3 separate regions of the Gossypium hirsutum genome follow, and regions 1 and 2 are each linked to region 3. Evidence: chromatin contacts called from public Hi-C data. All regions are on one chromosome and are shown on one strand. Each heading gives the region's core, a stretch centred on a gene start, on an enhancer-like site or on the middle of the called end of the contact. The rest is flanking DNA. Distances are from core to core; before and after follow the strand shown. Region 1 holds the start of LOC107897647 (probable prolyl 4-hydroxylase 4). Region 2 holds the start of LOC107897655 (putative TrmH family tRNA/rRNA methyltransferase). Region 3 holds the start of LOC107897003 (S-adenosylmethionine decarboxylase proenzyme 4).

Region 1 (3,520 bases), core at 277-2,776, 930 kb after region 3:
ACTAATCACCGGGAGGCGAGCTGTTGATAGTTCACAAAAAAGCCTTGTTATCTGGGTAGATCTAGTTTACCATAAGTGAATTTGCACTCACATCACCACCGTTGTTGAATAATCCCATGATTCAACTTGCAGGCAAAACCATTGATTGCAGAAAATAAGATCAACGAGCTCGTTGATCCAGCTCTCGGGAATAACTATGACCTGGACCAGTTAAAATGTGCCATTGCAACAGCTTCTATTTGTATAAATCAGTCATCGATAGATCGACCCCAAATGAGTCAGGCATATCCTTCTTCATTACATGTTACTTGCAATCCAAGTAAAACTGTAGATAATTCAGAAAATTGCATTTTCGCTGCAGGTTGTAGGCATGCTTAAAGGTGATCCTAAATGCCTTGAGATGCTGAAAGAACAAGAAAAGTGCCCTCATCGGAGGACTTTCTCCGACGAGATCTTTCATACAGAAGAATACAATTCAACTAACTGTTTGAATGGTCAAAATTCTCAGAATGAAAAAGTTTCATAATGGTTTTTTTTTTGTAAAATATATATTCTGAAAATTTGGTTCTTCTCCAAGAATTTTTTTTTTTCCAAATTTTGATTGTTGATTCTTCTAGCTTTTTACATCCTTTTTTTTCAAGTTCTAGTTTCCATCAAATGAAGTAATGAACCCACACATTTGAAGGATTGGAACAGTTTGAAAGAAGGGAAAAAACGATAGACCAGTCGATACAAAATATAATATAAACACCACATGTTTTTTTACATATATATAATCTCTTTACAATTGGGATTTACAAATTATAATCAATATTTTGATAATTAAGATAACATTTTTTTGAAGATATAATTTTGAGATAACATTATTATTGTTTTATTTAAACAATTGAAAAAAATAATACTTAACAGGTAATTTTTTTTTGGTAATGAAAGTAAGGGTAAATTTTATAACAATCTAGTAACGTTTATATGTTTTATCAAAATGGTCTTAATAGTATTTTTGAATCATTTTTAGTCATCAATTTTATTTTTTTAAATTGCTTTGTTTAATAGATGTGATGAAAGTACCTGTAAAAAAGTTAATGGATAATGTAGAATATTTTTTTATTTTATATATAATTTATTTTATTATTTTTCACATGTAATTATCTTATTAGGTTATTTAACTAATAAATTACATCTTATTAAAAATATTTCACATATGAAATTCTACATCTTACTTTACTTTCATCAAATCTATTAAAAAATCAATTTGAAAAACAAGAATAGAAGTTAATGGCTAAAAAAGGCTCAAAAATACAATTAATGCCATTTTGACGAAATATATAAACATTAGTGGCCAAATTTTCATTAAGAAAAAAATTATGAAAAGAAAGTATTATTTAACAAAATAAAACTAATTAGATACTTTAAATCATAATTAGTATTTGATTTTACCAAAAGATGTCAATAATTTTACGAATACACCCCATTGCAAAATTATTGAGACGACACCGTATTAGTTCCTTAAAAGTAAAAAAAATATCGTCGCTCCTGGCTATAGCCTTACTACAGGTTAAACTCAGATTAGCAAAGTACCATTTTCCCGAGAAAATTTTTTACCTTTTCTTTCCCGGAAAATCTTTCGATCTAAGGTTTACATTCGATGGCTATTGGGAGGAGTTGTTCTCTGCAAATCCTAATATTGAACTTAATCGCTTCAAACTTGTACCAATCATGTGAGTCCTTCTTAACTCCTCCAAGCTCCATTATCAATCCTTCCAAAGTCAAACAAGTTTCCTGGAAACCTAGGTCACTTTCTATCTCGATCTCTTTTCACTTCGCTGAAGAATTTAGTAAATTTTTTAATTTTCTTTACCTTGTTCTCTTCTTTTGCAGGGCTTTCGTCTATGAAGGCTTCTTAACGGACCTCGAATGCGATCATTTGATCTCTCTAGTAAATTCGACTCCAAATTTTCGTCTATTCCTTTTTTTTTTTAATTTTGAATTCATTTAATGTTTCTTCTTTTTCTTTGTAATTAAAGGCGAAATCGGAGCTAAAGAGATCTGCAGTTGCTGATAATGTTAGTGGACAGAGCAAGCTTAGCGAAGTCCGTACGAGCTCAGGGATGTTCATTCCTAAGGGAAAGGTTCAGACGTTTATCTTCTCTCTTGTAGATTGTAGTTGTTGTTTCCCAATCTTATTTTATCCAATTATGGTAGTCTAAGTTGTTGGCCTATACTTATGGCTTATGGGTACTCCATTAATTACAGAGGAACTATTTAGGTAGGATTTGATAAAAATGATAACTACATTAATAGTTCGATAGATAGATAGGCTTGGCTTTTATGGTATGTGATCCTATCTTATCCGAACTCTTCGTTTTCTCAGAAGTACTTGTGCTCAAAATTTGCGTTCTAGGATATAGGAACGGTTTTATGATTATCCAAATATGTGGAGAAACTTAAAAATTAAGGATACTTGTGTCGAACACAAACTCATATCTGACATTCATCTAGTCTTGGTAATATAGGGTTATCTTGATGAAAACATATACTAATGATGGTTTGAAGGGTTCAATATGACAAGTTATCCATCAATTCTCTTAAGGAGGCACTCAACATTGCAATGGTTTTGCTTTTGACTTTTGTATATTTGAGCTAAGTGATGCTTACTTTCCCTTTTATTTCTTTTTAGGATCCTATTGTTGCTGGTATAGAGGACAAGATTTCAACATGGACCTTTCTGCCCAAAGGTGTGTATACCATGAATTTAGGGCCCTACTAAGATTGTGTTCTTTAGTTCTGCAGTGACATTCTAATTATATATGAAGATTTCTTGCACACCACAATGATAACTTAGTTAGATTATGTTTCTATGATTACACTCTTTAATTTTCATTATTCACGATATGAGAACTAGCAAGTAGGATATGGGAAGAGATGATATTAAATGTTTTAAGTAGGATAAAATAGTTATTTTTTGAACATTCTATTTGTTTGTGAACTATATATCTGGATTGCTAATTTATGCATTTGGAATTTAATTTTTATGTGCTCCATGATCTATCAATATATCAATATCAAAGTCAATGTCATCATCTGAAAGCTTCATGATACTTTGGCTGGGAGTGGACTGATAAATCTCATGTTTATGTCCTTAATATAAATGAGATACATATGTGTTTGAGGGTCAGAGAGTGAAAAATAGCAATTGTGGTTTAATTAAGGAAGTACATGCTAACATGAATTTTGTTTTTCACATTTCCAGAAAATGGGGAAGACATACAAGTTTTGAGATACGAGCATGGGCAAAAATATGATCCTCACTATGATTATTTTACTGACAAGGTGAATATCGCTAGAGGTGGACATCGCATTGCAACTGTACTGATATATCTTACAAATGTGACCAAAGGTGGTGAAACTGTATTCCCTCAAGCCGAGGTTTGTTTAAGTGTCCTTATGTCCATTAGATCTCTTCTTTTGTTGTTTCATATGCTTGCAATCATATGTTCTTTCAAGACTGGTGTTTTCTGGT
Region 2 (3,900 bases), core at 633-3,132, 710 kb after region 3:
GCCTATTTGTATGGCACATTTGATAGTGAAATTTATATGAAAATCACTGAAGGATTTAGAATCCCAGAAGGATATAGAATCCTAGAAGGATATAGAGTTTCTCAGGAAAACTGTTCGATCATATTAAAGATAAATTTATATGGATTAAAACAATCTGGACGCATGTGGTACAATCGCCTTAGTGAATACTTGTTAAAAGAAGGTTACAAAAACGATCCAATTTGTCCATGTGTCTTTATAAAAAGGTTTGGATCAAATTTTGTGATAATTGTTGTTTTTGTTGATGATCTAAATATTATTGGAACTCTTGAAGAGTCTCAAAAAAAAGTAAATTATTTAAAGAAAAAATTTGATATGAAAGATCTTGGAAAAAACAAAGTTTTATCTTGGCTTACAGATTGAACATTTAAAAGACAGAATTCATGTTCATTAATCAACTTATACGGAAAAGGTATTAAAGAAATTTTACATGGATAAAGCACACCCATTAAGTACTTCGATGGTTGTACGATCATTAGATGTGAATAAAGATCAATTTCGTCCTTGCGAGGATGGTGAAGAGTTTCTTGGTCCTAATTAATTTTCACCCATTAAGTATTAAAGAAATTTTAATACTTATACGGAAAAGGTATTAAAGAAATTTTACATGGATAAAGCACACCCATTAAGTACTTCGATGGTTGTCTGATCATTAGATGTGAATAAAGATCAATTTCGTCCTTGCGAGGATGGTGAAGAGTTTCTTGGTGCTAATCAATTTTCACCAAAATTATTATTCACCCACGATCTTGAGAAAAGAGGTGATATAAATGTTCAACAAATTCGTTCTAGTGAGAATGTAGCAGATCATTTTATTAAGACATTGCCAACTTCAACATTTGAAAGACTACTACACAAGATTGGAATGCGTTGACTCAAAGATGAAATGTATGTTTCCATTAGGGGGAGTCTAAAAACAAGTTGTACTCTTTTCCTTTAACCAAGGTTTTGTCCCATTGAGTTTTCTTGGTAAAGGTTTTTAACGAGGCAGCTTGTAATAAAAGATTGTATAATCTGAGTTTTTCCTTATAAGGTTTTAACGAGACACATTATCTACCAATAGACATCCAATGGGGAGTGTTATGAATATCTTATTAAGTGAATGTCCATCATGATAAAGATAAAGTTTTGATATACTTTAAATTTTAATAACTATTAGAATTAGATCTCTACTCCTTTTTTATCAATAAAGTTCATTCTCTATTTCTTTCATATTTTCTTTATTCTTTATTCTTTCCATCTCTCTTTATTTTATAACAATATACATATTCTAAAATTATTTTAGTAATAATTATTTAGCCCCGATTTTCATTTGCTAGAAACCCAAAGCTTAAAATATGCTATTAGTCTTTATACTTTTCGAAAATTAAGGATTTAGTCATTATACTTCTATTTCATAGAATTTAATCTCTTTACTTTTCAGATTTTAAAATTTAGGTCTAATTGTTAACACTATTTTTTTGTTCAATTTGTAGCTGTGAATTTTTTGAAAAAAAAATATTCACTTGTAACCATGTAATTAAAAAAATAACCTTGTAATTATATTGAGTTTAACAAAAGAAATTAACAATGCTAATATTTAGATCTAAATTTTAAATCTAAAAAGTAGACAAATTAAATTCTATAAGATAAAAGTACACTGATTAAATTCTCATTCTTCAAAAAAGTACAGGAATTTGTGTGATATTTTAACCAAACCCATTGGCCAATTTATTTTGGATCCTAAGTGACGATTGCTCTTTTAGAATATAGAGAATAATTTGCTAAATAGTTTGTTTAACCTTAAAAAAATTAAAAAAGAAATTAGAAAAGATAATGGGCCTTGGCCTAAAAGGGCAAAGCAGGCCAGTAGAAGAAAAAAACCCTAGAAAACCCCTCCATGTCTACCAAGCTCTCTTCTTTTGGAAGATGAACGAGTAAAGGAGAAAAATGGCTATAGAGAGCTACGTGGTGGTTCACAATATAGCAAAGAGGCACAACGTCGGAACCCTAGCTAGAAGCGCCACCGCCTTTGGAGTCGCCGAACTAATCTTAGTTGGCCGCCGTGACTTCAACGCCTTCGGCAGCCACGGCTCCACCTCCCATCTCCGTTTCCGCCACTTCCATTCCCTCACCGACGCTCGCCTCTTCCTTAAAGTAAACGTCTAACCAACCCATTTCTCTAAATCCTTATTTCTTAAACTTTTTCAATTTGGATCCTAATTTGTTTTTGAATTTTTTTACTGTATTTTAAGGAGAAAGATTGTGATATTTGCGGGGTTGAGATCACAGAGGACGCTGTTTCCATAACTGATCATCCTTTCAAGAAAAGCACTGCTTTTCTTCTTGGTAATGAGGTAAAGTTAAAGCCTATTTTCTAAATTTAGCTGAAATTTCTGATTCTTGGGTTTTACTTTTTCCTTCTAAATTTTACAATTTCTTTTGTTCTTTAATGTTTTACAGGGGACAGGGCTTTCAGCTAAGGAATGTGAGATATGTGATTTCTTTGTTTACATTCCTCAATATGGAGGTGGCACTGCCTCTTTGAATGTCACTGTTGCTGCTTCCATTGTTTTGCATCATTTTGGAGGTATTCCCAATTTCAATCTAATCTTATCTTATCTTACTCTATAAATGTCTTTAGTTTTCATTTCATGACTTCTTTCACCAGTAAAGTTGATGATGGAGAAAGTTAATTTTTTCCAAGGATTGTTGGGAAGATTAGTATGCCTGCCTTAGATTTTAGAGAACACTAGTCAAGAGTCAAAAGATCATGAACCATTAAAATCATAAAGTTCTTATAAATAGTTTTTTTATTTCCTATTGGATTGGTTATCTAGCAACTAGTGTAAGTTGTGAGGCTCATATTCACGTGTTTATTGTATGTACCTAGCTAATTAAACTTGGTTCTTTTACTTGAAACAAATGGTCATTAGCGCCTTTTAAGTGCAGATCACTTCTTCCTATTATCCATTATACGAAAGCCAAAGTTAAACTAGGGGTTTCCTCTCCATGGTGTTTCTTGACTGTTGTCTAGATTTTGTTGCTTATGTCCAACTTGTGGTCCTTGTGGAATCAAAAGGAGGATGTTGAACATGTTTCACTTGTCTTTGAAGTGGATACTAGCCTTTCTCTTAAGTTATTTAGGCAACCTGTTTGTTAGCCTGTTGGTCTTATTAAACTATGTTTTGGTCCCACAATTCTTTTTTCTTGAAGTAGTCATGTTTGACACCCGTATTTGATGCAACATACAGATACTGGTATGGGACATGACCTTCTAAGGATCCATTAAATATGTTAAAAATTTAGGAAAAAATGAATATACCATTCCTGTTCTGAGTAACATAGCTTTTTAATATGCGACCTTGCGCAGTTTGGGCAGGTTTTTCAGAGAGAATCCGTGATGGAAACAAGTTTGTTGTGGCTGAGAAACCTTTAAAACAGTTGAGCCGAAAATACTGCACAGAAACAGATGATCGTATCATTGAGGAGCGAAAATCAAGAAGGGAAAGTGCTTCCAATGGATTCTTTGAGGATGGAAAAAATGGTGTATCTTCTTCCAACCTTTTGGATTCATTGTTCCCTGATGAGTGATTGAAGGATTTAAATATAGATTTGATCCTGCAAACCATACAACGTTCACCACTAAAGATTAAAGGTAATTTGGTTCAATGGTCCAACCTATTGAAAATTGTTGTTAACATGTGGCAAACAGATTCTACCTAACCATGGACCAAAATGAAGTTTGATTATTGAAGGAAGTTCCTCTGTGAATCCATGGAAAAGTTTGCAAAGGGACCCCTTTTCAGAGTGGCAATAATTGAATTTTGTGTTAATTGCTTTGATTAAAGCATCTTCTGTAATTGTAATGGTATTTTCACA
Region 3 (3,392 bases), core at 519-3,018:
CTTAACCATATACCGTAAACCCTAAAATATAATGATAATTAATTCAATATTTTAAAATTAATACTATCTCATTTACAATTATATAAGAAAATAATTAACATATAAATTAAAAACAATTAGTCATATACCAAAAATCTTTAAAATTATATTAAATAATATTATTTTAATTTTTTCTATTTTTGTGGCGTTTTTCAAAAAACGCCGCTAAAGATCGAGCATTAGCGGCGTTTTTTAAAAAGCGCCGCTAAAGGTGTACTTATAGCGGCGTTTCTTAAAAAAGCACCACTAAAGTCACAAAAATCTGTGCGTTTTACAAAATTCTTTAGCGGCGCTTTTTAGAGAACGCCGCTAATGCTTGATCTTTAGCGGCGTTTTCTAAAAGGCGCCGCTAAAGGTGGACATATAGCGGCGTTTTTAGAAAAGCGCCGCTAATACTCGATCTTTAGTAGCGTTTTTAGAAAGCGCCGCTAAAGCCACCAACGTCGTTGTGTTATTTTTTTGCGACGCTTTCTAAAAAGCGCCGCTAAAGGTGTACATATAGCGGCGTTTTTAGAAATGCGCCGCTAAAACTCAATCTTTAGCGGCGTTTTTGGGAAGCGCCACTAATGCTCGTTCCTTAGTGGCGTTTTTCATTCAAACGCCGCTAAAAACCAGTTTTGCTGTAGTGTCTGTATCAATAAAATTATAATTATTTAATATAATTAAATTAGATTTAACCTCACCTGTAAAATTGAAAGCAAAAATCAACCAAGATAATTTTTGAATTCATCTACTCTTATGTTTATTCATGTATCTCTCCATATATACTTCTTCATGGGAAGCTTTCTTGGAGCTTATCATGCAGTATTATTACTATTATTATTATAGTAATCTTTGGTGTAAAGTCTTAAATTAAAAGCCAAGGAGACTTAAAAATGTCACGAGGAAGGTAGTTTAAGTCAATTAGGAAACTACTTCCAAAAGCTACCCAAAGCACTAATTACCTCTATTTCCATTATTTTAGTCCATTTTAATTTGCTGGGCTTAGGATCATATTCATTAATAATAATAATAAAAGCATTTTCAACTTTCTATTCTTCAACCAAGAAACATAATTCATATGGGTGACAATTATGGATATATACAAATTTAAATGGGTATTTTTGAATTTAATACGAGTATTTTTTTTTATAATATATCAATATTTCTGTAGGTTATAATATATATTGTTTGCTTCCTAATAAATAAAACCTGTAGCAACTTGGGAACATATATGAAATAGCGAATTAAGTGTGACCACTCATTTCTAATTTGCAAAACTGATGATTAAGATTGTTTGGTCTGCTTTGAAACATTTGGTCCATCCTATAATAGTGTTGCCGTTGTTGTTCTTTAAAACTCTCTCATGCCAATCACTTAATAACAGTAGAAATTTTCCTTAAGTTTTGACCTCATCATTTTTTTCTTCAATGGAGTCCATTTTGACAATTTTTCTAATTAAAGAAAAAACCTCACTAAAAAGTTGTCAATGATTTGATAATCCCATGCTAAACCCCGGAAAGACTAGAATTTTCATATAAGCTTACCCAAATCCCACATTCATACGGATAAATTTTCTGGTTACGAAAGAAGCAGACATCAGTGAATGTTGGAAAAAAAAATCAAAGGTAATGCATGTGAACTATCAATCTGAGACAAAATTCTTAAGACTTTCATATAAATGTTGAAGAACAAACAAGGATTATGCCTATGATTATTGTGTTAGGGCCCCTCCCTCAAACATACATAATCAGTTCCCCCAACAGCATCTTCCTTAAATTACTACCCAGCAGAATTATTCAACCCAAACACTTTGAAATGAGAATGGCTTGTTAATAATTTATCCCCCAAAAATACCATTCTTTGTACAATGAAACAGTACTCCAATATGTTGGAATGGAGCCAAATGGAAGTTACTGGAGAGTTGCAGGCGGGACTAGTGAGTGCATGAGCATGACAAAGAAAACCTGAAAAATGCATGCGCGTGGGCATAAATCCCGTTCCTTTGTATCTCTTTCTTTCATGAAACAACGAAAGAAAGATTTGATTCTTTCTCTCACACACACAAGAAAAAAAAAAAAAAGGAAAAAAGAGATAATATTTCACAACATATCATCATCTTATTCACTTCATTATGCCTGCAATCATGATTCTTGGTTGCCTCAATCGCATGCCCCCTTCCCTCCTCTCTCTCTCTCTTTAAGCCACCTATAAATTCCGATATGCCACACCTCTCACCTCTACACCATCTAATTAATTCAATCTTGTTTCAGTCTTTGGGTTTTTTTGTCATTTGGAAATGGCTGTTTCAGGGTTTGAAGGTTTTGAGAAACGCCTAGAGCTCCATTTCTTTGGGGATATTGATGATGATGATGGGAACAACATGTTGGGGCTTAGGCTGCTTGATTTCGAATCACTCGAGCAAGTCTTACTTGCTGTCCAATGCACTGTTGTAGCAGCTGTTGGGAACCCTTTCTTTGATGCTTACGTTTTGTCTGAATCAAGCTTATTTGTTTACCCTACAAAGATCATCATCAAAACCTGTGGGACAACCCAACTTCTCAAATCAATCCCTCCATTGATCCACTTTGCCAACAATCTTGGCCTCACTTTGCAAACCTGTAGTTACACCAGAGGTAACTTCATCTTCCCCAAATCCCAACCTTTCCCTCACACCAGCTTCCAAGAAGAAGTCATTTACATTGAACATAATATCCCCGACAATCTTTGTTATCGAAAAGCCTCCGTTATGCCTTCTAAGTTAACAGCTCATTCATGGTATGTTTTCACCGCTACCCTTTTGCCTCCATTGAAATATCCCTCTCATGCTACTTTCACCGTCGAAGTTTGCATGACGGAACTCGACCGCCTCATTGCACGTAAGTTCTTCTCCCGGGATAGCAAAACAGGGGATTTAGCCGGCAGAGACATGACGGAGCTGACGGGGATTGACACCATTAACGCTGGAGCTTTCATATGTGACTTCGCGTTTGATCCGTGTGGTTACTCCATGAATGGCATTGATGGTGATCGTTACTCCACCATCCATGTTACCCCTGAAGATGGGTTTAGTTACGCTAGCTTCGAGTGCGTTGGATCGGTTTGCGAGGACCCGGATGATATCGTTGAGACCTTAAAGAAAGCTGTTCGAGTTTTCATGCCCGCGACGGTTTCAATTTCGACGAGTAGATGTAGCCGTGAGGTTTGGACGAAGGTGGCGCGTGCGTTGCAACCACTTGGACTCAAGTGCCAGAGTTTCGCAATGGATGAGTTCCCTGCCGCCGGTACCATTTCCTACCAAACGTTCACGGCGGCTCGCCGGAAATAATGCCGGTAAAAGACGACAAGAAAAAAAAAACCTTAGTTTTTCATTG

Evidence for each region. Hi-C and Micro-C count contacts between places; a contact is called where the count stands out from the background.
Region 1: a contact with region 3 is called in a Hi-C map of leaf, with 2.4 times the contacts expected there. The contact joins the promoter of LOC107897647 here to the promoter of LOC107897003 in region 3. A contact is called at or near these places in 2 of 34 Hi-C or Micro-C datasets (both in leaf).
Region 2: a Hi-C map of leaf shows a contact between it and region 3, with 1.8 times the contacts expected there. The contact joins the promoter of LOC107897655 here to the promoter of LOC107897003 in region 3. A contact is called at or near these places in 3 of 34 Hi-C or Micro-C datasets (callus and leaf).

What each region holds. Positions count from the first base shown.
Region 1 is chrA10:23,714,552-23,718,071 of Gossypium_hirsutum_v2.1, reverse strand. It overlaps LOC107897647 (probable prolyl 4-hydroxylase 4), which reads left to right and starts at 1,526. Exons shown (of 7, transcript XM_016823164.2): 1 at 1,526-1,791; 2 at 1,879-1,936; 3 at 2,025-2,129; 4 at 2,678-2,735; 5 at 3,251-3,426. The coding sequence starts at 1,646. LOC107897648 (receptor-like cytosolic serine/threonine-protein kinase RBK2) reads left to right here. Exons shown (of 9, transcript XM_016823165.2): 7 at 1-55; 8 at 133-282; 9 at 362-569. The coding sequence ends at 526.
Region 2 is chrA10:23,930,892-23,934,791 of Gossypium_hirsutum_v2.1, reverse strand. LOC107897655 (putative TrmH family tRNA/rRNA methyltransferase) reads left to right here and starts at 1,882. Exons shown (of 4, transcript XM_041079250.1): 1 at 1,882-2,175; 2 at 2,274-2,375; 3 at 2,482-2,608; 4 at 3,401-3,900. The coding sequence starts at 1,969. The coding sequence ends at 3,612.
Region 3 is chrA10:24,641,385-24,644,776 of Gossypium_hirsutum_v2.1, reverse strand. LOC107897003 (S-adenosylmethionine decarboxylase proenzyme 4) reads left to right here and starts at 1,768. Exons shown (of 1, transcript XM_016822330.2): 1 at 1,768-3,392. The coding sequence starts at 2,318. The coding sequence ends at 3,346.